Linked DNA regions of Mus musculus: regions 2, 3, 4, 5, 6 and 7 are each linked to region 1. Evidence: chromatin contacts called from public HiCAR-type, HiChIP or PLAC-seq and promoter capture Hi-C data. All regions are on one chromosome and are shown on one strand. The core of a region is the stretch at or near the end of the contact, and the rest is flanking DNA. Distances in the headings are between cores, read along the strand shown.

Evidence for each region. Promoter capture Hi-C pulls out the DNA fragments that hold promoters and counts their contacts. HiCAR-type assays count read pairs that join an accessible place to other places. HiChIP or PLAC-seq counts read pairs in DNA pulled down with a chosen protein or histone mark.
Region 2: a promoter capture Hi-C map of liver shows a contact between it and region 1, with 2.5 times the contacts expected there. The contact joins the promoter of Akr1d1 here to the promoter of Mtpn in region 1. A contact is called at or near these places in 3 of 39 promoter capture datasets (hippocampal neurons and liver).
Region 3: a contact with region 1 is called in a HiCAR-type map of astrocytes, with 5 times the contacts expected there. The contact joins the promoter of Creb3l2 here to the promoter of Mtpn in region 1. A contact is called at or near these places in 6 of 39 promoter capture datasets (the 3T3-L1 cell line, cranial neural crest, embryonic stem cells and 2 more), 3 of 484 Hi-C or Micro-C datasets (the AML12 cell line, CD4 T cells and CD8 T cells), 2 of 115 datasets of contacts at active chromatin or transcription factors (astrocytes and stem cell-derived neural progenitor cells) and 2 of 9 other capture datasets (adipose tissue and liver).
Region 4: a contact with region 1 is called in a promoter capture Hi-C map of liver, with 2.9 times the contacts expected there. The contact joins the enhancer-like site here to the promoter of Mtpn in region 1. A contact is called at or near these places in 3 of 39 promoter capture datasets (cranial neural crest and liver) and 2 of 115 datasets of contacts at active chromatin or transcription factors (embryonic forebrain and stem cell-derived neural progenitor cells).
Region 5: a contact with region 1 is called in a promoter capture Hi-C map of hippocampal neurons, with 2.9 times the contacts expected there. The contact joins the promoter of Dgki here to the promoter of Mtpn in region 1. A contact is called at or near these places in 4 of 39 promoter capture datasets (the 3T3-L1 cell line, embryonic stem cells, hippocampal neurons and 1 more).
Region 6: an H3K4me3 HiChIP or PLAC-seq map of embryonic forebrain shows a contact between it and region 1, with 11 times the contacts expected there. The contact joins the enhancer-like site here to the promoter of Mtpn in region 1. A contact is called at or near these places in 9 of 39 promoter capture datasets (the 3T3-L1 cell line, cranial neural crest, frontonasal cranial neural crest and 4 more) and 4 of 115 datasets of contacts at active chromatin or transcription factors (embryonic forebrain, embryonic hindbrain, forebrain and 1 more).
Region 7: a promoter capture Hi-C map of stem cell-derived epiblast-like cells shows a contact between it and region 1, with 5 times the contacts expected there. The contact joins the enhancer-like site here to the promoter of Mtpn in region 1. A contact is called at or near these places in 5 of 39 promoter capture datasets (cranial neural crest, frontonasal cranial neural crest, hippocampal neurons and 2 more) and 4 of 115 datasets of contacts at active chromatin or transcription factors (astrocytes, embryonic stem cells and stem cell-derived neural progenitor cells).

What each region holds. Positions count from the first base shown.
Region 1 is chr6:35,538,056-35,541,410 of GRCm38.p6, reverse strand. It overlaps Mtpn (myotrophin), which reads left to right and starts at 1,523. Exons shown (of 4, transcript NM_008098.4): 1 at 1,523-1,872. The coding sequence starts at 1,801.
Region 2 is chr6:37,528,428-37,531,782 of GRCm38.p6, reverse strand. Akr1d1 (aldo-keto reductase family 1, member D1) reads right to left here and starts at 1,610. Exons shown (of 9, transcript NM_145364.2): 1 at 1,446-1,610. The coding sequence starts at 1,538. Gm33429 (a long non-coding RNA gene) reads left to right here and starts at 380. Exons shown (of 4, transcript XR_868980.3): 1 at 380-603; 2 at 713-1,229.
Region 3 is chr6:37,440,679-37,444,033 of GRCm38.p6, reverse strand. Creb3l2 (cAMP responsive element binding protein 3-like 2) reads left to right here and starts at 1,886. Exons shown (of 12, transcript NM_178661.4): 1 at 1,886-2,335. The coding sequence starts at 2,234. Gm33318 (predicted gene, 33318) reads right to left here and starts at 1,524. Exons shown (of 3, transcript NR_166917.1): 1 at 1,001-1,524.
Region 4 is chr6:37,422,679-37,426,033 of GRCm38.p6, reverse strand. The region is part of intron 1 of Creb3l2 (cAMP responsive element binding protein 3-like 2); the gene reads left to right. Among named protein-coding and RNA genes, the nearest start is that of Gm33275, 6.3 kb to the right of the region's middle. Within about 2 kb of position 1,488, at least 53 of the 459 cell types and tissues checked have an H3K27ac peak or open chromatin away from gene starts, as enhancers often do.
Region 5 is chr6:37,298,269-37,301,623 of GRCm38.p6, reverse strand. It overlaps Dgki (diacylglycerol kinase, iota), which reads left to right and starts at 1,648. Exons shown (of 34, transcript NM_001081206.2): 1 at 1,648-2,061. The coding sequence starts at 1,676.
Region 6 is chr6:37,030,781-37,034,135 of GRCm38.p6, reverse strand. It overlaps Dgki (diacylglycerol kinase, iota), which reads left to right. Exons shown (of 34, transcript NM_001081206.2): 14 at 1,136-1,273. Among named protein-coding and RNA genes, the nearest start is that of Gm52857, 130 kb to the right of the region's middle. Within about 2 kb of position 1,860, at least 8 of the 459 cell types and tissues checked have an H3K27ac peak or open chromatin away from gene starts, as enhancers often do.
Region 7 is chr6:37,007,340-37,010,694 of GRCm38.p6, reverse strand. The region is part of intron 19 of Dgki (diacylglycerol kinase, iota); the gene reads left to right. Among named protein-coding and RNA genes, the nearest start is that of Gm52857, 110 kb to the right of the region's middle. Within about 2 kb of position 1,889, at least 2 of the 459 cell types and tissues checked have an H3K27ac peak or open chromatin away from gene starts, as enhancers often do.

The DNA.
Region 1 (3,355 bases), core at 274-2,773:
CATTAGGATTGTAAGATAGAATTCACCAGGTGGTTGAATTCTAAGATGTTTCAGCCAAATTCTAAGAACAAAACTGGCTTCAGAAAAACAGTTCTGTTTGCTACAAATCAAATAAAAAGTGAGTGCTTCTTAAACCACACAAATTTTTAATGATGCTACGCATGTTTGTTAGCGGTCATTTGTTGGTCAGGAAAAGCTCCTAGTTTTTAATTGCCATCACACACTTAAGTATTTTCCACCATAGAAAGTAAATGTACATAATTCACGTTGTTGAGTTGGCAAGATGGCTCAACCAGGAAAGATGCTTGTGACAAAGCCCGATGGTGACCTAAATTCAGTCACTAGGACCTACATAAGAGTACTCTCCCACAAGTTGTCCTCTGAGTTTACACGTATGCACACTCATGCCCACATCAGTGCATCTGTACACAAGCACGTACGTATGCAATTAAAAAGAAATAAACCTACTGACACCGTTGTCTCAACTACGTGTTGAAGATTTCCTTCTGAGAAAAAAAAAGTTTTATTCTTTCCTTTTTATTTCCTTCTGGTGGATGTCCCAAAGAAACTGCATGGTTGAGGAAAGGGAGAAGAAAGGCCAAGAGTGGTAGTGGGAGAGAGAGGAGAAAAGACCAAGGGAGAGAGCCCCACCCAGCCACTGATGTATGAGAATAGGAATAGAGTTTGATGCCTAAAGGTAAAACAAACCAGTAGGTCCCACACGTATGCACTCAACAGGAAGCGCTAAGTGGGTTCAGAGAGCTCAACACAAGACCCGAGCACTGCTGCAGAGATGGCTCAGAGGTTAAGAGCACTGGCTGCTCTCGCAGAGGAGCCCGGCTTGGTTCCCAGCATGGCCCATATGAAGGCTCACCGCTGTCTGTATCTCTAGCTCTCTCAGATTTTATGCTTCCTCTTGCCTCTTCGGGCACTCGCACACATTGGTTCACATAAATGTATATATTCTGTCAAAACTATCATACACGTAAATGAAAATTTGGTTTTTGGTTTTTTGTTTTTGGTTTTGTTTTAAGAAGAGAGGTCACATAAAGTTGTGAAGGAAAAGTAGTGGTGAAGTGGAGAAGGGATTCAGGAATGAATTTGTTCAAAACATACTATATGCATAGATGAAAGTCTCAATAAAAATGTTTTGAGAGTGGGTTGGTTTTTTGTTTTTCCTCTTTTACTAGTTTAAAGTGGGATAGTAAGAGAGAGAGAATCTAAACACATTATTATTATTATTATTATTATTATTATTATTATTATTATTATTAGTTATTTTTAGAATTATTAGAAAGTGAGCCCTGGAAACTAACGTTCCCCTCTGTCGTGGAACTGGAGTGTCCTACTCCCATCCAACACCTCCCCAGGTTCAGCCCCTGATTTTCCTGACCTCCAGGAACATTCTACTCAGCCTCACGGCCCCGCCCATTGGAACCACGCCTCTACTCTGCCTTGGCCGGCCAGGATAATGCGCCTGCGCAAAAGTGGCTCTCCTGAGGTAAGCAGTCGGGGCGGGGTCCCGAGCAGAGCTTTCTGGAGAGAGGAAGAGGAAGAGGAAGTGGGAGGCGGGCCCTAGCGGGGCGTGAACCGGAAGTGTAAGCGTCCTGCTTCTCCTCAGCTAGGCGGAACCTGCTCTGCTGGGCCCAACGGCTGCAGAAGAACTTTCTCCCGCCCGAACCGTAGCCGCGACCCGCAGTCTCGCCCGCTCAGCGGCCTGAGGCGCGTCGCTTTCTCGTGTCCCCTCGTCGGGCCTAATCGCCGCTCCTGCCCGGCCCGCCGGCCCACCCCGCTGCAGTCATGTGCGACAAGGAGTTCATGTGGGCCCTGAAAAACGGAGACTTGGATGAGGTGAAGGACTATGTGGCTAAGGTGAGCGGGGATGCGCGGCGCTGATGCTGCGCTGCGGCGGGGTGGGTGGTCGTGAAGCCCAGGGCGTGGGGGACACCGGGAGCTGGGCCAGCTTGGGAGACTCGTGGACGCCGCAGGGCCTGGATCTGGGTGGCTCCTCGGTGCCAGGTAACCGCTGTGTTGTTGCTAAGGCGGCTGTGGCCTGTCCCAGCCCCGCAGGTAACGGGCGCCTGGTTGTCTCCCTCGATCGGCACGGGCCGGCCCTCTAATACCCCGGGTACTGCAATCTTTGAATGAGGCATTTCTCCATCTTGGCCTCGCACCGGGTTCCTGAGAAGGAAACCCGAGCAGTTCGAATCGGGAACGATTTCCTGAACGTGCGGCCTGGTGGAGATGGGGAGGATTCAGAGGATCCGTCACCCGTGAAATGAGCTGCCCCAAAATAGCCATAGTTAAATTTCTGAAACTTGGTGTCACTTCGCTCTGAAAGTCTTTAACTTGGGTGTGGCCTTTTTCCTCTCCACCACCACCACATAATATGTGTATGTGTGTGTATCGTTTGCTTCGAGTGGTAAGGTTGCCATTTGGCATCTGGGGTGTTGGGAAATCGGAGTAGTTTTCAAAAAGCCTTTTAACTTGGGGTACTCCATTATTTCATCTGAAGTCCGCGCGCGTGTGTAGTAAATAGTACTGCAGTCTGATCACGCTATGTTTGGGATATGGTTAAGAAACCCAAATTCAAAACCATACTTGGAGGTACTTGGAAAGTTCTGACCTGGCCTGCCTTTGGGTCTTAAATTGCTCCTTTTGTAATTGTAAGGAGAACTTCTATAGTTTTATTATTATTATTATTATTATTATTATTATTTTCCGAAAGTAGAATTTTGTGACAACTGTGAACATCTTGGTCCTCTTCAAAAAGTGTGAGCCTGCGGTCAAGATTTTAAATCTTAAAAGGTGTGAGCGGTGGCATCCTGCCTCACAGGACTTGTTTTAGGAAACAGGCAGAAGCAGGTTGATTGGTTGGTTAGTTTGTTTGTTTTTAACTACAGGATTGTACAAGGATGATAGTTTTTTCTCCACTTGATGCCTTATAATTTAGACTTTTCACATGTATTTGATCTGCTTAGTTGATTGTAATGGATGTTTAAGGCAAGCTACCTTCTGACTACCTTAGCTAGTAACAAATAGAAACCTGAACTACCGTCTCTTCAATGTAGAGTTATAGAAAAATACATCAACCAGTAGTGGAACAACACACGATTGTCTCAAAGTGAGTGGCTCTTGTTTTTCCAGCCCCTGCTCAAACATAGGGGATTTAAAATACAAAACATTAATAAAGAATTTACAGTTACAAAAATAACATGCATGAAATTGTTTCTGTTGTCAATATGTTAACTTACAACTTCATGACTGAACCATTCATCCAAAGTGGAAATTGGGTGATTGTCCTGCATAGCTGAGGTTTATCAAGACTACCTTGCTTCACTCTCCAGTCTCAGCA
Region 2 (3,355 bases), core at 361-2,860, 2.0 Mb before region 1:
TGTGGGAATTAGGATGTTGTGAGTGGGAAGAGGTATCCTTTGATTTGACCCTTCAAAGTTTACTATAGGGGGCTTCGAGATGGCTCAGTTGGTAAACTGCATGCCATAGTAACTTGAAGGCCTGAACTTGGATCCCCAGCACCCACATAAAAGCTACACATGAAGGGGTGAGTCTGTATCCACAGTGCTGGCTTGAGGAGCAGAGACAAGCATCCTTGGAGCTCATTGGTCGGCCACTGTAGCAGCTAGTGAGCTCTAGGATCAGTGTAAGACCCTATCTTTAAAAAATAGCCAGCCCAACTTGAGACCCATCTCATGGTCAAGCACCAATCCCTGCCACTATTAATGATGCTCTATTATGCTTGCAGACAGGAATCTAGCACGGCTGTCTTCTGAGAGGCTCCACCCAGCAGCTAGCTCAGACAGATGCAGACATCCACAGTCAAACAGTAGGTGAAGCTTGGGGACTCTATGGAAGAACAGGAGAATCTGGAGTTCTAGGTCTTGACTAGACTGGCTGGCCAATGAGGAAATGGAATCTGCCTGTCATTCCCTACATAGAGCTAGAGTCAGAGGCACAAGCCACCATGCCTGGCTTTTTATGTGAGTGCCGGGGGAGTGGGGGTGGGGGATGGGGGGTGGGGAAGCGGTATGTGAATTCAGATCCTCACCTTTGTAAAGCAAACACTTCACCCACTGTGCCTCTCCCCAGCCTTAGGTCATGATCTGCATGTACGGAGAGTGGCTAATGGGCTGGATAGACAAGTCAGCTAACCTATAAAGGCTAACCTATAAAGGCTTGGAGCGTAAGGTAAGGAATGAGGGATTTGTAGTTGATGAGGAGTGGAAGTATGCATGATCACACATGGGCAGCATAAAGACCCCAGTGCCGCTCCTCTGACACCCTCAACTGGAGTTTGCTTCCCAGTCAACACAAAGACACCCTTGTTGCTTCACGATGTTCACCACCTTGAGAGTCAGCATTACCACAGGATCAAAGCAACTCAGGGAAACAACCATGCAGAAACTCTTCTGTGTGGTGATGGTGGTTCCTCTCCTTTCACTGTTTTCAGATATTAGGCATAGTTCTAGAACCAAACTCCACCTTCTCTGCTTCCACAGGTAAGGATGCCTACATAGCAAGACACTCTCTTCATACTGGAAGCTTCTATAGACTCATGCTTACAGATGAGTCTAGCCTGTAGCCAACAGACCACATCTGGACAAAGGTGACTATGAATGCATCTCTCCACAAACTCACAGACTTAAAATGTTGTGACTTTATTTTTACTCTTTGAAGCCTGTACTCTGTGGATGGTCACATAAAAATGTGGCCAGATAGAATTTGACTTCTGATTTAAAATCGGTTTAGGCAACATACACCACCACCACCAAACACACACACACACACACACACACACACACACACACGAATATATACATACCGGTCTAGGATCTGAGTAGGTTCCAAGCCCAATGAGTGGAATGTTGTTCCCATCACTTAGGGATATTTGGTGGTGTGCAGCGCTGAGGTTCATCGTAGAGAAGAATCTGAAGCTTCTGGGGTGATTCTGAACAGGGCAGAGGCACATTATTTGAAAAGGTGCCTATTGCATAAAAGAACTGAGCACTAGGAGGAGGAGCAGGGTGGGGAAAGATGATAGACAAACAGATTTCTCAATCTCTCTGAAAACTCTAGGCAGTTGTCGTAGTCAGGGTTTCTATTCCTGCACAAACATCATGACCAAGAGGCAAGTTAGGGAAAAAAGAGTTTATTCAGCTTACACTTCCATTGTGCTGTTCATCACCAAAGGAGGTCAAGGCTGGAACTCAAGCAGGTCAGGAAGCAGGAGCTGATGCAGAGGCCATGGAGGGATGTTCTTTACTGCCTTGCTTCCCCTGGCTTGCTCAGCCTGCTCTCTTATAGAACCAAGACTACCAGCCCAGAGATGGTGCCACCCACAAGGGGCCTTTCCCCCTTGATCACTAATTGAGAAAATGTCCCACAGCTGGATCTCATGGAGGCATTTCCTTAACTGAAGCTCCTTTCTCTGTGATAACTCCAGCCTGTGTCAAGTTGACACACAAACCAGCCAGTACGGCAGTGTTTTTTGTTGTTGTTATTTGTTTACTTGTTTTTTGTTTGGAACATCCTCAGAGGCCTGAAACTAGTAAACCTGTTGAAGGGTTATGCTTAGTGTCCTGCAAAGGAAAACAGTTTGTTCAAGAAAAGCAATCTACCTGGTTTCTGTCCGGGGGGGGGGGGGGATTTGTTGGCAAATAAGAGATTTACCCTCAATTTCCTTAAACGATAAAGAAATTAGCCCATATTGGGAGTGAGGTGATGGGGCTGGATCTCTAATGGTAAGAATCATGAGGCCATAGCTCTCATGCCTTCGTTGAGCCTAAATAACTCCCCAAACACCATTTTCTAGTATAGTAGTCTATTTATCTATGAGAGATATGTTTCCAAGGTCCACAACAGATGTCTGAAACTGCACATAGAGCTTACAGTTTCCTACACATCCGTACGTCACACTTTATCTTTTCACTTAAAGCAATCATTGTACAGTTTCCCTTTGACAGTTGAATGACCAGAACCAATGATCTCTTACTTTGAAGTCATGATAAATAATATTTACTTGAGTTTGAACATTCTGGCATTACAAGTGGCCCACTGGTGGTGGTAGACACATTGGCAAGCAGAGGCCGGGGAATCTCTTAAAGCCAGTCTGGTTTATAGAGCGAGTTCCAGGACAGACAGGTCTACACAGAGAAACCAGAAACAAAAAAGAAAAAGAAATGAAAGTTAACATTGCATTAATTAATCAGATGCCTAGGGTGGCTACGAAGTAACTAAGGGACCTATGGAGTCAGCCCTTTCCTTTCTGTAACAAAATTTCAGAGATAAATCAACTCTTAAACAATGTGTTTACTATTTGTCTCACTGGTGTAGAGATCTTGAGCCCAGGTCGCTGACTCATTACTCTGGGCCTGTACTTTGGGCAGCATAGTTTATCACAGTGGGAGCATGAAACATACTCCTGCAAGATGGTCAAACTACAATACCAGACCTACTTGACTAGACTCTACCTCCGAAAAGTTCCAGGACAGAATCAACAGTCCCATCCTGAGAGAGAAACAGGCAAATCATAAAGAGGCCAAATGGCCTTGCTGGGTTCAGAGAACTGACTGCCTACAGCTTTCCTAGTAATTCCATGTCCTTGCTGCTTCTGTTCCCAGGGTCTCCCTGGAAGGCTCAGCTTTACCCTGGCAGATTCATTTACAATCTCAGGGACTCCTTGAAATGACTCCAACCCTGACCCCTGCTGCTTCTCAGACCATTAAAAAAAAA
Region 3 (3,355 bases), core at 637-3,136, 1.9 Mb before region 1:
GATAAGTTCCCTGTAAAAAGGAAACAGGGCTTTAAACACTGAAAGACTGGTTTACAAAAGAGATGCGGTGAAGGAGACTAACAGGTCAGAAAAGAAAGACCAAAGGCTTACGGGAAAGTCGAGAAAACTACTGTATAAAAAATGTGTGGCAGTGGTGGTGCACGCCTTTAATCCCAGCACTTGGGAGGCAGAGGCAAGCAGATTACTGAGTTCGAGGCCACCCTGGTCTACAAAGTGAGTTCCAGGACAGCCAGGGCTATACAGAGAAACCCTGTCTCGAAAAACAAAAACAAAAAAATGTGTGGCTGTGCAGTGGTGGTGCTCACCTTTAATCCCAGCACTCGGAAGGCAGAGGCAGGAGGGTCTCTGAGTTTGAGACCAGCCAGGTCTACAGAGTGAGTTCCAGAATATCCAGGGCTATACTGAGAAACCCTGTCTCAAACATAGATGGATGGAAAGATAGGTAGATAGATAGATAGATAGATAGATAGATAGATAGAAAGAATAAAAAGAAAGGTCTGTATTTAAATATTAAAATAGTCTCAAAAGATCCTAGGCTAGACAAGCAGACTCATTTTACATGAAAAATAAAAGTTGCTTAAAGACAGTGTAAAGTTCTGAGACTTCTGTCTTCACACAGCAAAACCACGCTCTGAAGAAGACAAAACTCTCTGTAGACCTGATACCTGACTGTCCCCTTGTAAGAACCACCTGGAACCACAGCCCTGTATGTAAAATGGTTAAACTATAGCCAACTAAGGCTGTTTCCATAAAAGGAAACCTCAAAAGGGAAGAAGAAAAATCACATTGGGGGAAAATGCTATAGAGCAGGCCTTTTCTTCTCTAAGGGGGTCAAAGGCTTAGATCTCTTTCCCAACACTCACTTTGGGGTGCATCTTGCAGCCATTAAAACACTTATTTTCCCCTAAGCCCCACTTCATCCACGACACTCAGGAGAGTATCCGTTACCTCTTTGACCAGTATCTGGAATAGTACCCACCTGGCCATCCTCTCATTTTTTTGCCTGGTACTCCATTGGGAATAAAAGATCTGTGAAGCAGGCACTAGTGGCATAACCGTGCAGTCCCTCCCAGCTCTCCGGAGGTGAGGCAGAGGGATCAGGAGTTCAAGCTCAGCCTTAGCTGCACAGTGCAGTTGAGGACAGCCTGGGCTACAGGTAACCTTGTCTCAAAAACAAAACAACAAAATCCTATGAATTTAAAAAAAAAAATTAGCCCTCTGATTTAGGACTTGGAAACGTGTGGCAAGATTGGCTAATGTCTGTTTAATAAAGGCCATAAAACTACATAAAAAGCTAGCAATGAATGTGTGCTAGAACTGTGATAATTCAGATTTCTGCTCACGTGCGCATTTTCATATATGTGGTGCATTCTTTTAAATCCAGACAGACTCACGCGACCTAAACTAATTTGAAATGTAGACAGCGCTTCAATCCGCTTGGTTTCTCTGAGGAAATAAACTCGCGAAACAAACCTCCTTTAAGCGGAGACTCTTAGGGAGGACACTGGGCGCGCACGCCCTCTCTTATAAAAATGTATTCTTGTCGCTATTTGATTGGTTGGCTCCTCCAGGTCTCCCTAGCTCATTGATCTATGTTTCAGTCGATCATTTCTAGACCCTAGCACCCTATTGGTCCATTGCGACGCTCCGGCAGGAGGCGTTCCCCAGTGACGTAAAAGACCCTCTCCGCCCACATTCCGAGGACTAGGCGGAGACTTCGCGCGACTCTCCCTCTGGGGGAGGGACATGGATGAGAAAGGGACTTTTGATACGGTATAGATGGCAAGACGGGCGTTCGATTGGTCACTGGCCTGGAAGGAGGTGGGGTCGCCTCTGGATCCAGGGGCAGAGCTCAAGAGCCCAAGGGAGTCTCAAAGTTTGTCTGGAGCCCTAGTGGGGAGTGGGCTTGTTGCGCGAGGACTTTCTTGGGATGAGCGCTGCCTTTTTGCCTTCCTTTTGGATGCACAGCCCGATTTAACCCCTGCACCTTCCGCCCGATCCCAGCAGGCTTGTCCTCCCCGGGGAGTCACAGATTTCCGAGGACAAGGGTCGCGTAGCCTTCGGCAGGGCTCTCCCGAGTTCCTGCTCCAGTGCATAAGTTCCACGCGCGCACACGCCAAGTACACGGGGAGAAGCGTCTCACCGGCCCGCGGCGGCTCTGCGCGGTCCCCTCCTGCCTCAGCATCCTCGGCCCTGCGCGGCGCCCACCGCCATGGAGGTGCTGGAGAGCGGGGAGCAGAGCGTCCTGCAGTGGGACCGCAAGCTGAGCGAGCTGTCAGAGCCCGGAGAGACTGAGGCCCTCATGTACCACACGGTGAGGACCCGTGGTCCGGGCAAAGGGAGTCGGGGGTGAGGAGAAAAGCGGGTTTTGTCACCAGCTGGGTCCTGGGAGGCAGCGTTTGGGGAAGGGCATGACTATATTAAGAGGTCTGGGGATGGGAGTTTTCTTCTATGAACACATTAAGGTGCACAGCTGGAGCCTTTAAACTTTCTTCCGAATAAGTGACCCTTTGTATTCCAAAGCAGTTTATAGTGTTTTCCTGTCGGTAGCTCCATTTCCTATTGCTAACGGTACAGCAATGCTGGGAAGCGACGTGTTTTGAGAATAATACCTCCGCCCAGTTATATTGATTTTTTTTTTAAAATGGTAAGGTTTGTAAAAAAACACACACAATACACACACATCCAAAATTTGGACAAGCTAATGTAGTATAGTCATCCCATATGTTTTTTGTCCCCATCCCATCCAGTTTCTTTACTTTCTTGTTTATAGCTTTAAAATGTTCGTGTTAAAAGCCTTCCTTCACCGCACGGGAAGGCGGCCGCCTCACTTGGCTGCTTCATCTGCACAGCCTCGAACTGCTTCCTCCCTTTTTCAGGGGAAAATCTGAGGCAACTGCATGTTTCAGAGAGGCTCTGGGGGAGAGGTAGGACAGCTCACCAGTTCCTTCCCCGCAGAGACCTCTTTGGAGACTCAACTGTCAGAAGCGTGAATCATTTAAAGATGTCACTTTCAGCTTTTTGCAAGAGAAAATCTTGTTTGTGATAGCCAGTGCTGGTAATGTGGCTTTGTTCAGAACTCTTAGAAGTTGAGAGGGAGGGGTGGGGGTGGGGGGCACTGAGGGACTGCTGAGGGACTGAGGTAAGGACAGGCTTGGCTGCATTTCTGTCTTAGTGCTGTTAATGGGGTCAGTACCAGGATATTTGAAACTTTTGCAAAACGGCCTGCAGGCTCCACCTCTTTGGCCTTTGCCACTGGCTGACTGTATTTTGGGAAAAGGGATGGGGCCTCCTGCTGCTTCCCACCAAAGCATTTGTGGTAGCTGAGAAGGTC
Region 4 (3,355 bases), core at 239-2,738, 1.9 Mb before region 1:
TCATAAAAATAGCCTCAAGTGGTAGTACATGCCTGTAATCTAAACACTTAGGAGGAAGGGATAACCGGGTCATCACAGTTTTGAGGTCAGTCAGGGTTACATCCTGTCAAAAATAATAAATACGTGTCCATGGAAGTTGAGTTGTTCTCCTCCTCAGAGAGCCTCCTGAGACCTGGGCTGTAAGATGGTATCTCTCTTTCCTTTCATCTGGACCCGTTAACCCCATCATACAACAGAAAGTCACGGAGACGCCTCCCTATGGATGGGCCCTTTCCTACAGTGTCTCCTGACACATTCAGTGAAGCTTCAGGAAGAAGCTTCTAGAAGCCTGTGTCTAAATTTCCATCTCCCTCGGAAGTTACGCTTTTTATTTTCACGAAAATGTCACTGTGGTTCTTGGCGTTGACCGTGAGAGAGTGAGCCCTTGGCTACACAGCTGACATGTTTTAAGCAGGTACCCAAGCAGCCTCCAACAGGAGGCTTTCTGATGTCTTTGGTCTTTCATGAAATGGTCTTTGCCAACTGATAGAGAAATCCCCTGATTGAGAGACTTTTCTCTTTTACTGCTCACTTAAGAAACTCACCCCAGCCAATTTGCTTTTAGAAAAATAAAACAAACAAACAAACCAAAAAACCCCCACACCCGTCACAATTTAAAAACTATAAAAATCACAAGCACATTGGTGACCATCTTGAAAGCCCAGCAATTTAAACAGGTTAAGAACCTACTTATGCCATGAACCAAGAGTGCTCCTTCTAAGTCCTCCAGGGCTCTTGTAGTTACTGGCCAGTGTTCACGGGCCTGGAATTTTCCTATGCATTTATTCTTCCATCTTTATCACAGAGACCTTTGTTTTTATGACTGCAAAGTCAGCTGCGTCCTTTGCAACCTATGCTTACACTGATGGAAGGAAGTGGAAAGGTGAATCAGGAAAGCCTGGATTGAGAAGCCAAGGATTCCTCTACCTTCATCAGAAGCCCACTTGCCTTTCTTTGACCACCTCTCCCAAAAGAGTGGCCAGAAAGAAGGCTTTCATTATAGCTGAGCGTCTTTCTACCCAGGATGAAACCTGGATGAGAAAGGTGGATACCCCATGGCCAAGCAGCAGTGTCTGTTGTGACATCAGAGTCCCATTTGACCAGGCTTACGCAGTCATTGGTCTAGAGACGAGCTGGGAGCTGATCACAGTCCCTTCACCCAACAGATGGAGGGACTGCTTCCTTCAGAGGACGGGGACGAAATCCTCAGTGGTCCTTTGGATACTTCTGGGTGGGTGCTTGTTCTGACCTGTTAACTGTGGCTGGAACATGGGTGGAACTGGAGATGTGGGGAACAGGGAAACAGGCGGTGTTGTGTGTAGGAATCAAAAGGCGTGATTATGCTTTCTCAGGAAAAGCGGCTGGCCAACAATAATTAAGGGGCTGCCTCTGAGTGCAGGGCCTGGAATCCGGCCCTCTGGAATGATCGCAAAAACCGTTCCTTGTAAGGCTCAGCCCTGCCCCTGAGGAGTGCAGGCTAAGAGGGCTCACAGCTACAGTTGCAACGAAGAGGCACCCAAGAGGTGAATGGGAGAAGAAAGAAAGGCCATGGAGTCAGAGTAACCAGGGCCAGATGTTGGCTGCAGGGGAGTGGACTTGGAACAGGCATTTGTAAAGCTCTCCTATGTGGTGGATGGGAATCCTGCTTTGACAGTAAGCAGTTTTGTTGGTTGGAAATAGTGCTGTAACCGGCCAGAAACCTGGTGTGTTTTCCCTGCAAGAGCAGCCTAAGCCACTGATGCACAGGGGTGTTAGAGTACTCGGGTGACTATAAGCCAGTGGCTCTCAAAGTACTCTGAGACTATAAGCCAGTGGCTTTCAAAGTACTCCGAGACTTGAATTGGACTGGAAACCTCTGGAATGCTCTCTAGGATATTAGATATAGACTGTGTATTGGCACCTCTCATGAATGTTAAAAAAAAAAAGCAGCCATGTTACATCGTGTTGCTAATTAAAGGCCTCTTAACACGTTCTTGGGATTCTAACAGGTTGAAAGTGACCTTTCTGACCATCAGTGGTGGGCTCTGGCCCTGTACTCACTCACAGGTCCCTGAGTAAAGACACCATTTCCCCTCTGGTCCGGTACACTGACCTTGGCTGGCGGGCTGTTGCAGGCTCTCTGATTTGGAGCGTCAGTGGACGTTTCTGAGTTGATTGCGGTTCAGACGGGAGTATTTTCCAGCCCCTTGCTTCTTTTAACTTCTTTCCTTGTTCTTGGTATTGCTAATTCTTTTCTACACCCATTTTGAATTTTATTTGACCTCGAATTGTTAAGTTCCCTTTAAGTCACTTAAAAGCCCTTCAAAACCTGGCAAACAAGAGTGTACTTGAAGAGTGTAGATGCAGAGACTGGGCCTGGCTGAGGGCTGAGGCACTCCTGACCCCAGGACACTCACTCCATAGTCCTTGAGGCATGCAAGAGGAATTTGCCACCATCCCTGCCCACCTCTTCCACATGGCCACTGCTCTTTCCTTTCTCTCTTGGTCCCTCTGTGCCTTTGCACTCCTCCTCCTTGTTCTTGGGCCTGCCTTCCACCTTCTTCCCTTGTTTCTGCTTCTAGCAGCCTTGAACTAGGGGTTTTTCTACTCTCAGAGTGACCTCTTTCACAACAAGGACTTGGCAGCCACAGTGTTTTGGAGGGTATCGTCTACAAGGCATGTATTCCTACCTGTGTGGGGTGGATTTCTCTCTGGTGTATGGAAAGTGCATGATTTTAGTCCCAGACGTATGGGATAGCTAGGGCCAGAGGAGGAATCCCATTGTGCAAATCCACGGACTAGTGAATAAACATTGGGTCAACAGGGACAGGAGCTAGGTAGGCGTTCTTGGAGTTAGAGATGGATGAGCAAGCAGCCTGATTTCTGGTCACGAGGATAATTTCTTCCCATTTTGCCTTTCCTGTCCCTCGCTCTGTTTATCTGAAATACTGGTTCTGTAGCCCTACCCGTTCTCCAACCCATGTTTAGAAATCTCTGCTCTGTATTTTCAGAGCTGGACTAGCAAGTTGGAGGCATGTGAAACTCAGCTGCTATTTACAGGTGTCTATAAGCTTGGCGCAAGCCTCGGGCACCAGCTATCTTCCCCTTTCTTCAGCTGTACTTACGTAGGCCTAGGGGACACTCTGCTGGTGTGCCACCTTCTTAATTAGACCTCCGGTCACTTCCTTGACTGACTCCAACACTTTTGGAGCTGTGAAAGTTTTGCTCTGACTAAGACCTCTACTGTTCGGCAACGGTTCTCAATCTTGGATGCTGGTCACAATGGCGTGGAGCTTAGAAGGCAGTGGTGTCACAGCCTCAGATTTGGGGGTAAGAT
Region 5 (3,355 bases), core at 399-2,898, 1.8 Mb before region 1:
TACTCCATTAGCAATATTTAAAAAGTGGAACGGTGACATGACAGAATGGTTTGGGAAGGTATGGCTACTGAGGAAGGTGATCCAGGAATTCAGGGCTGTTGGTATTTAATCTAGATGTTTGTGGATTTTGCTGTAAAAGCAGCTGAGGCTCCCCTCTGAAGAGGGTGTACACTGCCCCAGAATGATTAACCTCCTCCACTAACTAGCCTGGGTGTGAAGAAAGTCACTTGAAAGATGTTAGGGAAATCCAGATGTGTGTGTGTGTGTGTGTGTGTGTGTGTGTGTGTGTGTGTGTGTGTGTGTGTGTGTATGTGTGTGTGTATGCATGTATGTGTGTGTATGCATGTATGTGTGTGTATGTGTGTATGTGTGTGTGTGTGTGTGTGTGTGTGTGTGTGTGTGTGTAGTGCTGATCCCCAACAGGTAGTCTTTTTCCCTTTCTCCCTGAAAAAGTCCCTGCCCTGTCTTATATAATGTACATGTGAGGGGAACTGCACACCGTGAGAGCTGGGCGAGGCTTGAGATTCCTTTGCTCAACCTCCTAATTTTAGGGCAAAAGAAGGCCATCTTTACTAGCACATACATCTACATAGGTAGTTTGGTTACTTGCACTTACTGTTGAGCATAGATCTTTCTCGCGTTTCCTGACAGCAGAGATTTCCTGGGTGAAAAACATCTAATTTAGAAAATGATCTGTCTTAAACACTTCGTTGCCCATCGTTCAAACCGCACAGATTTCAATAGTCTTAGAAACAAAAAACTGAGAGAGCAGACATTACATTCCTCCAGCGCATTAGGTTTCAGCCTTGGTGTCTGAACCGGTAGAAGCCCCTTCCTGGGCTAGCTCCTCCTGTCCTCTTCTTGTGAACCCTTAGCATAGGAACCCACAGCACGAGGCGCTCGGGTCCCCACTTCTGCTCTCAGCCTTCTGCTTCACCGAGGATCCTGTGATCCGATTCAATCTAATTAACAGCTGTTTAGGGAGCATCTTTAAGCTTTTAGAAGGCACCAAGCAAGGATCTAGGCGCGGGCGTTCATGGGTGAAGATGTCCCGACCGACCCTCTCCTTGAGAAGAAGAAGCGGGAGCTTAAATCTAGCCCCTTCCATAATTCACATGGTTAAAAAATTCCTCCCAAGGTTCCTCCAGATACACCCCACCACCCCGGCCTCCAAAGGTCCCCCACGTCTGGAGGTTACTGCTTGGCGCCAGCTCTGATGCTGCAAGAAGGTGACGGACAAAATGCTGCCTCGGGCATCTGTCATCAGTGGACTGGACTGAGATGTGCCCAGCAGCTCATCAGTGCTGAGTAGCTCCTGGGTCCGGGTCCGCTTCCCTTGTGCGCTAACCAGGGCGCGGCAACCCGGCTTGCCTCCAAGTTTCCCTGGGCACTCTCCTTTCTTGATGACCAGTGTTTGTCCCCAGCGTCCTAAGCCCCGCGGCTCCCACCCTTTCCCTCTCTCCTCCACTGCGATCCATTGCCTGCAGGCAGAGTTCAAGTTCAGTCCCGGCTTTTGCTCTGGATTTAGAAAAAGGAGAAGGGGTGGGAGAATTGGAGGGAGCCGGCTGGTCGGGCGAGGCCGAGGGGAGGCGGAGAGAGGTGGCCTCTGATTGGTTGGGGAGGGGGAGTGGAGGCACGGAGTTTCCCACAATGCCCCGGTGCGGTGCAGCCGCGGATGGATGCTGCGGGAAGGGGCTGCCATTTGCTGCCCCTGCCAGCGGCGCGCGGACCTGCCCGCGCTCCCGCCGCCTCCAGCGCCCTCAGCCCGACCGGCCTCTGCAGCGGCACCACCTCGGCTTCTTTCGCGGCCGCCGGAGCGGTCGCCATGAACCCCAGCTCCTCGGCGGGAGAGGAGAGAGGGGCGACGGGTGGCAGCAGCAGCAGCGGAAGCGGCGCCGGGAGCTGCTGCCTGGGCGCCGAGGGCGGCGCGGACCCGCGGGGTGCAGGGGCAGCGGCTGCTGCTGCCTTGGAGGAGCCCGCGGCCGCCGGACAGAAAGAGAAGGAAGAGGCGCTGGAGGAGAAGCTGAGGGACTTAACTTTCCGGAAGCAGGTCTCTTACAGGTAGGCGCGGGAGCTAGCGAGACAGGTGCCGCCCAGGGCGGGGGACACTTGCTCTAGCTCCAGAGAGGCACTTCTGTAGAGTTGGGGTTCAGTCTCTCTCTCTCTCTCTCTCTCTCTCTCTCTCTCTCTCTCTCTCTCTCTCTCTCTCTTCAACCTTCGTACCTCCGTGGTTTTGCTTCTATGTATGTCTGTCTATCTGTCTCTCTCTCCTGGGGATATGTTGTTCTCATCCTCTAATTCTGGGTTGAAGAGAAGAAGTGGGGTGCCCCAGCTTCTTCTCCCTGTAACACCCAGGGAGGGGTGCACTTGTAACAGAAGAGAACACTAAGGTCAGAACAAGATCAAAACCACATCTGTGAGTGTATGGGGTGCAAACCCAGACATGCCCAGTTAGAAGAGTTGCCAAAGTTGTCCCTAGGCTAGTGTCATCTCCACACTCCCCCATCCTTGCCGAGTTCACTGGGTGAGCCTTGGGCACTAACCGGATCGCTGAGATCTGTTCTGACAGGCAGCAAAGAATAAGCCATACAGAACAGAAATCCTTATGGGACGTTCTTGTCTGTTAAAGACTAGTGAGCTATGGGTCTCTTCTTGTAGGTATGTAAGTATGTCAGTGGGTGTTGGTGTTACATGCCTGTGTGTTCTCTCCCTCTCTCAGTGTGGACAGCCTACTCCCAGGCTTACCTCCCCCCAACCCCCTGCCCCCACCCCACCCCCACCCCCCGTCCCAGTGCTGGTGAGAAGAGATCACACTGGCACCTGAGGCTGGATGTGTCTTTGACACTAGGACAGTGTACGGTGAACGTCCACCCAATTACGCTTTATGAAGCCCCAATTGTGTGAGGATCCAAACCAAAGGGAAGATTTCATAGGTTCCTTACACTGCTCTCCCATTCCCAGGCACGAGAGACGGCGCCGAGACCACCCTCACTGGTGATTTTTAAAAGTTGAGGCCATAAGCAGAGTCTTGCTGGGTCTCAGAGTGATACTTGGAAAGGGGGGGGGGGCGGGTCAAGGAAAGCATCTTTGGAGCCCTCCTCCTTTTGGGTTAGCATTCTCTTCTAGAAAAACCATCTAAAGTATTAAGCCTGTCACACCATGTGCTGTTATGTAAGCAAAAGCAGATGACAGAGGTGTGTGGGTTGCGAGGGTGTGCTCTGTTTATGGGGGCAGGTGTGTGAATCACTGGAATCCCCACAGGCATTGCCTGGACTGGAGGCCCTGTCATCAGGGCATGTGCTCTGTGTCTAAATGCCGGTTTCTGCTGATTCCTAAATGGTCTCCATCCGTAGCC
Region 6 (3,355 bases), core at 611-3,110, 1.5 Mb before region 1:
CCCTCCCATTGCGTACCATTCTCTGGAAGGTGTGAGGGAAGCCCCACCTGTTGCTAACTGGCCATTTCATGTATATATCTATCTTGTACTAAACTAAAAGAAGCCACCAGACACTAACATGCCAGCCCAGAAGCTATTGGTACTAAAAGCTGATGGAGGCAGTCATTTCTATTCAGTGGTGTAGTCCCTGGTAAATAGCTCAGCCCCAGTTAATGACCCCACATTCACACTCAACCAGGGAATTCCAGTTTAGCTCAGTGAACCATTAAGAAGAAGATGTGGGAGCTGAAGAGGGATAGTTGTAAGGAGGAAGCTTTGATGAGGAGGGCATGAAAACAGGTAACAGGATAATAGGGGAATATGATCAAAATACAGTATATAGGTGTACGAAATTGTGGGAGAATAAATCCAAATATTCTTTAAAAAATAATTAATGTCCATTGCTAGCTCCCTAGATCCCTCTTATTAGGTTTTTGCTTGACATCTGTTTCATATGACAAGGATCTTCATGGTCACTCTATGTGACAGATCCATAGCAGACACTGATTTGGCCCTTAACCGAGTTAACTTATCTTTTGTTATTCTTGTTATATTTTGCCTTACCTTTTTCTCTTTTTAAGTGGCTGGTATAAAAATAAATGTACTACCCAAATCCAGTATTTGACTACCTAGAATAACCATGCTGTCACAAACACTCCTTCAGTAGAGGGCTGTTCTCCTCGTCCCTGCTTCTCAGGCTGACTTGCCTCAGGCCACAGATGGGTGGTATCCTAACACAAGATCAGCTATTGGTCCCTCCCTTTTACCCCTGCCCACACACTTATGGGTGCTCCCAAATTCCTCCAGCAAGAGGCTTGGGAATCTTGCTGTTCACTCCAGTAAGCATAGTTATCCAGCATGACCCTCACTGGCTCTTGCTGACTGCAAGGAGTTCCTCAGCTCAGGTCAGGCAAAACTAGTGCCTTCCTTGAAACATTATCTTAAAGCACGTAGAGGGGAAAGTCATTCACTCTTCCAGCTTTGATGGCTTAAAAGCAGTGGGACTATGACTGACCACGTCCTGCCTTGTTGGGGCACCCACTGCAGGGCTTTCTGACCCAGACAGCAAGGGTCTGTGCTCTGATTCTGTCCGTAGGGTTACACCGATGAGCCTGTTTCTAAGATCCTGTGCCAGGTGGAAGATGGGACCATTGTACAGTTGGATCGCTGGAACCTCCACGTAGAGAGAAACCCAGACCTGCCGCCCGAAGAACTTGAAGATGGCGTGTGTAAGGTTAGACAGCTCTTCCTTTGGGGACCGGAGTGGTGTCTTAGCTGTTAAGAGTGCTCACTGCTCCTGCAGAGGACAGGAGTTCAGTTCCTGGCACTCATATTGGCTGCTTCACAGTTATCTGGTACTCCAGCTCTAGGGAATCTGCCCCCCTCTTTTGATTTCTGTAGACCCTGGCTTATATGTGCACATACACACATATATGCATGCAAATCAATAAAAATAGAAATAAACTTAAGGTGGGGGAGACTCCTTCCACTGATGGAGCCCTGGGCATCTGCTTGAGCCGTGAGACATACATTTCAGGATACCACTCATGGGCCCTGCCTTCTAGAAGATAACAGGATAGCTCTGGGTCTCTGGCTCCTAGGGCTGAGCATACTGTCACCAGCTCCCTCTCTGAATGCTCCCTACAGAGCCTTCAGGACTCAGATATTTTACTTGTTCCAGAGCTATGGGACCTGTTCTCTGTCTTCAGCTCCACACTGGGAAAGCATATAAACATCTGTTAATCTCTTGAGCTAGATGCAGACAGTCTATGGGAAGGTGGAGTTTGTGTATGTTCCCAAGCATTAGGCAAATGGCCTTTCAGAAGGAGGAAAACCTTAGCAATTGCTGGCCTGACATCAAATATCTCTTCTGTGTAGCTGGTATCATCTAAGCCAGCTGCCTCATAGACTTGGGACTTGCCTAAATAAGTAGTCTGTCTTGGTGTTTTCTTTTGGTGACTGAGTCTTTAGGGTGAAAATTGCCCAGCCCAAATCAAGGCCATTGTTGTAAATAAACTACCGTGCAGCTTCTCCTCAGCATCTGAGCCTAAGTTGTGACCCTGGTCTCTGGTTAACTTGATTATACCACTGAGCAGGCATCCCTTCCCTGTCACGTCTTGCCTTTCTTCCATGACACCATGCCCATAATTTTGTAGGCTTAAGACTCCTTTGCTCTGCTTGTTAGAATGAACATGATGAGTCTCTCTCCAGAGAGTCAGAGTAAGTTAATGTAGGGATAAGGTCCCTGCACCTGCACTTCCAATAACATCCTTGCTAGTTTGGATCCATCCACTGAGCACAACTTCGTTGCTTACTGCAGTCCTGAGCAATTATGTTAGACACTTAGATGTCTTATTTGGCTTAAACATCTCTCTTTATATCCAGTGTTTGTTTGTTTGTTTTTTAACCTAAAGGCCAATACTGAAATTAATAAATCTTCTATTACACATCAGAATTGCTCACTTCAATTTGAGTTCACAATTGAACGTTGTTTAAACGTATGGGAAACTTTTAACTGTTCTTGTGACTGATCAAGATTGAATAGAATACCACCAAATTAGAAGGAGGGGGGGCTGTTCTACTGACATGGAAAATTTCAGGCCATTCTGCTAAATGTGGACTGGCGAGGCCTACAATTTAACTCTTTTCCCAAAAGCTTGAGAAATGGAAAGACTTCTTGATGCAGCCAGAGAACGTCAATCCAGATAATTAAAGGGCTTTGGGGATGGAGTTTGGGGATATGTAGAAAATTGGGGCACATTTTCCTGGAAAATGTGAATACCTTAAAAACAGTCTAAATTGGAATATTACTTAGGGAATTGTGTCCAGATGTTTTCTTTAGCTATCAGTGGCTGCTAAGACATGGGTTAGAATTGTAGCCAAAATAATATAAATGGTAGAATGTTTCTGTGCTTTTGGCACAAACACCATGCTATCCTTTCAGGGGCTGGGGTTTTGTTTAAGCGCAGGGACTGGACATTCTCAAATACAAAGCCAAGAGAGTTAGACATGATTTTGGCATTGGTATGTATCCTGAGTTTCTCCCTGCTCTGTAGCTTGTTGGAATTGCTTCTAAGGGCTGCTGCAGCCTCTGAAGCATCAAGATTCAGTCCGAGGGGCTTCAGTGTGGGGTCCTTTCTTCCACAAGAGACAGAAATTAAGGCAGTCTACCCCTGTCATCTATTTTAATGGGACAATGTTTTCGCTTCAACTTAGCAGGAAATCTTTCTGATCAGTAAGAAGTATACTCTAAAAAATGACTTTTGAAATGTTGAAGGTCTCAACATGCATTTCTATTAATAAAAGGGTACAATTC
Region 7 (3,355 bases), core at 640-3,139, 1.5 Mb before region 1:
TTTTTTTAGAGCGTTCTTTATCACCAAAGCTTTCTAAGCTATTAGACAGGAAATAAACAGGCTTAAATTCAGAAAGTATATGTATAGGGAAAAATGACTAGAGGTAACAAAGGTGTACTGGTGTTTAACAGAAAGAGTTTATTTTGGGTAATGGCTCCTGAGTGATGGAGTCAGTTATGGCACAGATGGCGCAGCATGTCAGAGGAAACAGGAAGCTGGCTGACCAAATTTTTTAGCTATACACAAGAAACAGAGGAAAGAGGAAGCAGGATCCCAAATCTACTTTCTTGGCCATCATTTTCTTCGAGAAAGGATTGGATAGTATGTGGTCCAACCTCTTCTGTAATGTTAATGGATGCTGCTGCTCACTGAGTGGAGCCAACAATAATTGAGTCTTGCAGAATGTCAGCACCACTCGTTTTGGCCTATGTCTATCAACTGGGATGTTTCAAGGAGAGATTCCCTTTTACCTTCTATTTGGTCACTTAGTCACACACTTTTGCAGGGTGGCTGATTTTTATTTTCATTATTTATTTTCAAGTTAACATGTTGGCTCATTGGCAACCTTAGATAGAAAGTACAAAGTACAAAGCCTTGTACTTTCAGACATGTACCCATCATGAATTTGGGTCTGTGGTCTTCTCCTTGGGTCTGGTTGGGTTTGTGATTTTGTGATGAGTCAAGGACAGTGGGGGCATGGAGAGATGATTCAGAAGGGAAAAGGACCACAGTTCAGGTCCCCAGTACCTATGTGACATGTTTGTGCTAACATGTGTCTGTAATTCTGGTGCAAAGGAAACAGATACTGGGAGCCTTGTATAAGCTGTTTGGTACAAATGGGTGAACTCTAGGTTTAGTGAAAGCCTCTGTTTCAAAAAACAAGGTAGGGAGTGAGAAAAGAAGACACCCAGTATCTAGATCTGGCCTCCATGTGCAGTCGCACACTCATGAAGGTGTGTTTTCTCTCTCTCTCTCTGACTCCCCCCCCCCCCACACACAGATAGATATGAGTGTGCCATTGTATAATTTTTCTGGAGTTGGACCGTAAAAGGCCATGAAGCAGTTAGGAAGTGGACAATAATGGTCACCTCTAATTGGTAGCAAGTTTTGTAAAGCCAAAGTAATACTTCAGATGTGTCTGTTTCCAATCAGTGTCAGTTATAAATAGTGAACTCACCAGTGGTGTGCCCGTAAATGACAGGCTACTATGTAGAACTGGTTGAGGAATGAGCAAACAAAAGCCCTGTCTTTGAGGCACTCACAGAGCCAACGTGGAGGAAAAACCAAGAATAAAACAATAAATTTCAGGAGAGAGCTGGGAGACACTAGAGAGGAATACCAAAACCAAGGGTGCCTGTTGGGAGGCAGGAGTCTCTAGAGTGTAGTGGCCTATCAGAGCAAGCAGCCTGAGAGCACATGTCCTTGAAGAGCTACAAGTAGTGGCTTAAGTGACTCTACAAGTAAAACTACAGTCTTGGAGAGAGGTGAGGCAGAAGCAGCCTCTTCAAGCTGTCCATGGGGATGATGTTGCAAGAGGGTTGGGCATGATGAGGCTTGTGCCTGGACTCCAATTTCATGTGACCTGAATCTCTAACCCTGGGTCTTGTTAAAAAAATCATCAAATTGGCATTGGTATCCAGGTGGATGTTCACATTAGATGATGAAGGAATATGAAAGGGCCGGGTTAGTTGCAGACATGTTTGGATATCATGACCCATTGTGAACCTTAGAAGAGAATTAAAGAATCCTAGCAGGTTGCTGCAGACAATTGGTCAAAGGATGGATCCATCGAAGAAGGTCAAAACTGTAAGAGCATTGTGCAAGAGCTGAGCTCTGAAATCTGCATAAGAAGTCAGCATGTGCTTAAAAGTAGACAACTGAAAATTGTGTGACTGGAAGTCAGGGGATCTCCATAGGTTAGAGAGATGGCATTGGAGGGTCTGTTGTCCCCTCTTTGCCAGCCTGTGGCTAGTTGGGGTGAGGAGGGGAGAAAATTAATGGATGGGATTTGGTGAGGAGGGAACAGAACGTGAAAGTCTTGACAACTGTAATTTCCTCTTTGCACAACATGAACACTACAAAGTCACGTGAGATAGTGTCAGATGTGTGATAGAATCTCCAATCCTAGTGACTGCATTTGCTTCCGGGGCAGAAAAATCCTGCCTTAGAAAATCCGAGTTAACTCTGCTTAGCTGTTTAAGTATACGGTTAAAAGCTGTGTATTTGTGAACACTATGTGCTCTCTAAATAACCCTGCAAAGTACTTTTAAATATTCATATTCATCTCACTCTGTCCAATGGTAAAGTATTGCTGTTTTTAATTTGGTATGAAAGAATTTTTATGTTTAGTCCTTCAGTTTTCAATTCATTGAGGCTATTCTATTGATTGTATTTCCAAGAAGGTAAATTATGTAAAATTATAAGCATGATCTTAAGATGACTGTCTAAACAGGATGGTATAAGTACTTAAAATTACTCTTTTTAAATGTATACTTAAAATAGCTTCCCTATAATTTAAAACCTTAACTACTAGCTTAAGTTGGTTTTTTTTTCAGCAAATTATCTTTTTTTTTTCTAAGAAGTTGACATGTCTAAAATCATTAAAGGCTACCTGTTTTTAAGGTTATGCAATAAACTCATAAATATTTTCGTTCATTGTTTATAATTTAAGAACACCCAAAGAAGAGGAAGCTCAGACTTATTCTTGAGAGGAGATTTTTAAATTGAATTACTGGAATGGAGAGGGGGCTATGTCTTTTAGAATGTTTATCTTGTAATTGCAAACTTCAAAGAGAAGTCTTCAATTGACTCCTTTGGTTGGATGCTTTCCTGCTAATTAAGATGCTCGCTCACTGGGTAGCCGGTATCCTGATTGCCTTCTTGGGTTTCACAGAGCCCATAATCAGGCATTGTAACTTGTATTTGTTTCTGCCACAATTTTTTGTTATTATGGCCGGGAAGGGCCTTTCATGTTGAGTCTGTTTCTAAGTAATTTAAAACTTTCCAAGACAGTTCAAAGCGTGATTCACATGGAGGAAGTGGGACCCTCATTTGCAATTCAGGCTCCTCAACTTTGAAGAAAGCACACTGATCTCTCTGTTAATTGAAATTAAAATGTGTAAGTTCTTTTACATTTCTGGATGAGGAAGGCAAAGGACAGGGTTGGTCAGTCTGGGGCGGGGTACAGAGAGATTCCCAGGGCCAAGGTTTTATATTTCTGCATAATGTGATCTCTTTTGCTTTTTAAAAGATGAAATGCTAATTTTATAACTCACATTAAATGTAAGAACTTAAGTGAACGTCTCATATCTAACCAGAATGCCTACGGAGAGCTACTCATATTCTGATTTCTGAT